Regions from separate parts of the Callithrix jacchus genome. Here region 1 is linked to region 2. Evidence: chromatin contacts called from public Hi-C data. All regions are on one chromosome and are shown on one strand. The core of a region is the stretch at or near the end of the contact, and the rest is flanking DNA. Distances in the headings are between cores, read along the strand shown.

Region 1 (2,700 bases), core at 32-2,531, 150 kb after region 2:
ATTTGGCGGAGCAATCCCATTACGTGGTATATGCCCAAAGGAATATAAATGCCCATCGTTTGGGCATTTGGATAAAGATTGGATAAAGAAAATATGGTACCTATATAGCGTGGAATACTATGCAGCCATAAAAAAGAATGAGATCATGTCCTTTGCAGGGACATGGATGGAGTTGGAGGCCATTTTCCTTAGCAAACTAATGCAGGAACAGAAAGCCAAATACTGCATGTTCTCACTTATAAGTGGGAGCTATGATGAGAACATATGGACACACAGAGGGGGACAACACACATTGGGGCTTACTGGAGGGCGGAAAGTGAGAGGAGAAGATCGGAAAAAGTAACTAACGGATACTAGACTTAATAGCTGGGTGATGAAATAAGCTGTACAACCAGCCCCCACAACACACATTTACCTATGTAACACACCTGTACACCTGCACATGTATCCCCGAAGTTAAAAAAGTTTTTTTAAATTGCTACTTTAAAAGGATGTGGGAATCATTGTAAACTCAAAAGTTAAAGATATGCCAAGAGTATTCGCCCACAAACTTGTTTAACAAACATTTACTGAGTTTGTACGTTGATCCAATACCCATGCTGGCCACTGGACATACCAGTACAAACAAGACAGAATCTTTACCCTCCTCTAGCTCTTCTAATTCTCATGCACTAAGTGCCAATCTTAGCATAACTGGGCTGAAAATTAGTGAATCAAATATCTAACTCTTATCCTACGCCAACATTAAGAAAGAGACATGCAGCTGGGCACAGTGGCTCATGCCTATAATCCCAGCACTTTGGGAGGCCAAGGTGGGCGGATGAATTAAGTTCAGGAGTTCAAGACCAGCCTGGCCAACATGGTGAAACCCAGTCTCTAATAAAAATACAAAAGTTAGCTGGGCATGGTGGCATGTGCCTGTTGTCCCAGCTACTCTATCTGGGAGCCTGAGGCAGGAGAATCACTTGAACCTGGGAGGAAGAGGTTGCAGTGAGCCTAGGTCGTGTCACTGCTCTCCAGCCTAGGCAACAGATGAGAATCCATTTCAAAAAAAAAAAAAAAAGAAAGAAAGGGCTTGCTCTCTTTCTTATCTTACATATTTTATGTTTTTCCCTAGGATAAAGAGCAACGAATTTGTTGCAAAGAGGTGTTCAAGAAAGGGTGTTTTCAAGCAGAGTCAGAAAAAACACAGCACACAAATTTGCTTTGGCTGCTCTTCATTGCTTATGGCCTAAGGCCATGAAGAGGCCAATAAAGGCTGGAGCTCAGGAGCATCAGCCCAGATCCAAGGCTTCCTCTCTGGCACCCAACCATGAAGCTCCTTTTTCCTATCTTTGCCAGCCTCATGCTACAGTACCAGGTGAACACAGGTAATGTGGATTACCAGGTTTAAGATGGGTAGATGTGAGGAACCAAGGATTTGGCTGCCCATGACAATGGAAACCCAAAGAGAGACCGAAAGATGAGATGTTCAAAAAGATGGCTGAAGAGCTTACCTACTGTATCAGTCATGCATTGATACGCTCTCATAGGCCCCAACTCCCAGACTGTGTCCGATGGGAATACCCAGGAAGCTACAGAGAAAGCAGGGTATTTTTTGTGTGTGCAGGAACTATCTAAAATATAATGCTGCCTTCCTGCCCTGTATATATCTATCATACTAAGACCCAGCCCAGCCTTTTAGCTGTATTTCTATCTTAAACCATCTCTCTCTCTTTTCTTTTTTTAAAGTTCTGGGGTACTTGTGCGGATGTGCAGTTTTGTTACATAGGTAAACGTGTGTCGTGGTTATTTGCTGCACCTATCAACCCATCACCCAGGTATTAAGCCCAGCATGCATTAGCTATTTTTCCTGATGCTCTCCCCTGCCCACAACAGGGGAGTGTGTTTTGTTCCCCTTCCTGTGAAACCACATCTTGAAGCGAAGGTTCCTATCAGTTTGTGCTTTGGTGTAGAAAGGAGGAAGTTCTTTTCCTCATGCTAAAAAAAAAAAAAAAAAAACTTTTTCCAATCCAGTAAACAAGTCTGTGTTCTCCATCTTGAATTCTTTCAGGTTTTCCAGAGACTTATCCCTTTTTTCAGCCTTTATCTTCTTGAAAACCCCCCAGACTACCATAAGGGCATCAAGGAATTCATTATGGCAAAAGCCTAAGCCAGAAGAGTAACTATTGGTTTTGGAAAAGAAAGGAGAAGCATTGAGATTTGTTTCAGAATACAAGAATCATCCAGCTCTTTGAAATAATGAGAAATGGGTCGGGGCAGGGAAAGTGAAAGAGTCAAAGCTGTTTCTAATGCGTTTGTCTTGGAACCCTAGGAAATGAGTAGTACCATAAGTAAGTATGGCTGTATCATCTTGGATAAAGTCACTTAACCACTTTGAACTTCAATTTCTACATGAGTATAATGGGGTTAATCAATGCAGCTGCTTCCAATATAAGAATTTTTCTGTTTTGTATTTGATGAGAAAACAATGTGGAAATGTAGGCGATCATGCTTTGAAAATTAGCAGATGCTGCATAAATCTCTTGTCATTTATGGAAAAATCATTAAGTTATTAGGAGGAACAAGGGAGGAAAGGTTTCTTGATTCAGAAAAAAAAAATGAGACGTTGGAATGGAAAAGTCATCCAGCAGATAAAGAACTAAGCTGAGCAGGGAATTTAGAATTATAGATAACCACACAGAAGTTACCTTGGTAGAG
Region 2 (2,700 bases), core at 58-2,557:
TACTAAGGCTCTGGGTCATTGTAAGCCAGTGGTTTGATTTAATTTAGCCAAATATTTTTTTCTTTTTCTTTTCTTTTTTTGAGATGGAGTCTCCCTCTGTTGGCCAGGTTGGAGTGCAGTGGCGTGATCTCTGCTCACTGCAAACTCTGCTTCCTGGTTTCAAGTGATCCTCCTGCCTCAGCCTCCCAAGTAGCTGGGATCACAAACAAAGACAGCAAAAGAGGAAGAAAGGAACAAAGGATGTATAAAATAGCCAGAAAAGAATGAACAAAAATGGCAAAAGTAAGTTCTTTTGCCTAAAAGCAATTACTTTGAATGTAAATGGATTCACTTTGCCTACTGAAAGTGAAAGACGTAGGGTGGCTGAATTGATTTTTTAAAATGACCCAACTATATTTTGCCTACAAGAGACTCATTTCACTTTTAAGGAAACAAATAGGCTGAAAGTTAAGGGATGGAAAAAGATGTCCCATGGAAAAGGAAACCAGAAAAGAGGAGGAGCAGCTTTTCTTAGAAAAACTAGACTTTAAGTAAAAAACCACAAAGTGAGACAAAGATAGTCATTATATAATAATAAAGGGATCAGTTAATTAAGAGATCAGCATGTTTATGACCTCAAATATTTATTATTTATTTGTGATCTTTACATTATTATTATCTATAGATACTGGAGCACTATTCAGGCTTTAAAAAATGAACCTGGAAGACATTATGTGAAGAGAAATAAACCAGGCACAGAAAGACAAATACTGTATGATCTCACTTAGATGTGGAATCTCAAAAAGTTGAACTCAGAGAAGTAGAGATTAACATGGTTGTTACCAGAGCCTCGAGTGAGGGTGGATGGGGATGGGGACATGTCGGTCAATGGGGACAATCTTTCAGTTAGATAGGAGGAATACGTTCTGGTGTTCTGTGGGCACAGCATGGTGACCACAGTTAAAAACAATTCTTTATTTCTTATATAATTATTTATAAGTTTTTTCAAGTGTGCTTGCTTGCTTGATTCATTCAAATTTGTCTCACACAAAATGCCGAATGTCTAATCTGTCTGTTACTTAATGGGAAGAAAGGCCCACCCAGGCATGAGCACTGCTGGCAAGTCTCCCGCATTTACACAGAGTATCCAGCTCAGATAAATGATCCATGTTGTCCTTCTGCCTGCCTGACCTCAGGTATCTCTCATCCCTTTTAGTTCACTGCACACAACCCTGGCCCATTTCCAAAACTAATAAAGGTGGGCCACCGCTTTGCTACAGTAATCTCTATTCAGTCACCTGCAACACAGCCCTTCATTCTGTTGGAACATGTCAGTCATGAAGCCCTGTTTAATGACCATTGTCATCCTTATGATCCTGGCTCAAAAAACTCCAGGTAACTCAGGCCTCTCTCAAAGTTCTGGGGTCTTGCATGTGGTACTGGTATCTTGGTGACCTCTGCAATGACTCGTACTCACATATAGTGGGCAACCCCTAAAGTCTTTTGGTCCTGCCAAGACAAATTTAAGAGGTTGTTCCTGGCGTAGTGGCTAGCCTAAGCACAAAACATCTTGGGTAGTGCTGTCACTGGGATGGGAGCTTAAGTCACGAGTTAGGGGTGAGAGACTGGATGCAAGTTGAGGAGCTGTAGGAGGAATATAGCAGTTTGGAGTTGGATAGTGAGTTGATGTGGGGCTGTTGTAAGACCTTAGAGAGAGGGTAATATCCAGAAAGTGAGTGGGGATGTGCATGGGATGAATGTTTATAGGATTGAGCTGAACGGATGTTTTGGTATAGTCTGGAGAGAAAATGGTATTTTTTTTTCTTGAATGAATCTGGGGGTAGAGTTGGTGGAACTGCGAGCTGGGGTATAGAGAGGTTTGTAGTTGGGCTGTGTTTTAGATTGATGCTGTGAATTGGGGTTGGGTGGCTTGGGTAGTGTTATGTTTGTATGTTTTGCAATTGGGCTTTGGAAGAGACAGGGCTTGAGTTGTAGTTACGTGTTTGCCTAAAGTGGGTATCTCATTCAGTTGGGTGTATGTGAGATTTATCTGGGCAGGGTCTGACTTAGCCTGGGTTTGGGAGTGATTAAGCTTGAGTGAGACAGTTGAATTCGTCACAGCAGGGCTATCCCTATTGAAATGGGGAGAATATTGACTCTCAGATGTATGATTTGCAAATATCTTCTCCCATTCTGTAGGTTCCTTCTTCATTTTATATATTGTTTCCTTTGCTGTGCAGGAGCTTTTTAGGTTGCTGCTGTCCACTTGTTTATTTTTGCTTTTGTTGCCTGTGCTTTTGGCATCATATCCAGGAAACCCTTCCCAAGGCCAATGTCAAGAAGCTTTTTACTCTATGTTTCTTCTAAGAGTTTTATGGTTTCATGTTTTAGATTTAAGTCTTTAATCCATTTTTAGATTTAATCCATGTTTTAGATTTAAGTCTTTAATCCATTTGATTTTTGTGTATGGTGTAAGATAAAGATCCCATTTTATTATTTTGTGTGGAGATATCTAGTTTTCCCAATATGTTTATTGAAGAGACTGTACTCTCATGAGTATGTCCTAGAAATCTACCGTACAACACAGTTCCTATAGTTAACGGTACTGTGTTGTATATTTCAAAAACTGCAAAGAGAGTGGATTTTATGCTGAGTGTTCTTTAAACAAGATTTGACATACAAAAAATAAAAATTAAATAAGACAGTGGGAGAAAACTTTCA

Evidence for each region. Hi-C and Micro-C count contacts between places; a contact is called where the count stands out from the background.
Region 1: a contact with region 2 is called in a Hi-C map of skeletal muscle, with 2.7 times the contacts expected there. The contact joins the promoter of DEFB129 here to the promoter of DEFB116 in region 2. A contact is called at or near these places in 3 of 3 Hi-C or Micro-C datasets (induced pluripotent stem cells and skeletal muscle).

The regions. Positions count from the first base shown.
Region 1 is chr5:7,984,569-7,987,268 of calJac240_pri, forward strand. DEFB129 (defensin beta 129) reads left to right here and starts at 1,282. Exons shown (of 2, transcript XM_002747394.5): 1 at 1,282-1,370. The coding sequence starts at 1,313.
Region 2 is chr5:7,838,742-7,841,441 of calJac240_pri, forward strand. DEFB116 (defensin beta 116) reads left to right here and starts at 1,308. Exons shown (of 2, transcript XM_017973099.1): 1 at 1,308-1,374. The coding sequence starts at 1,308.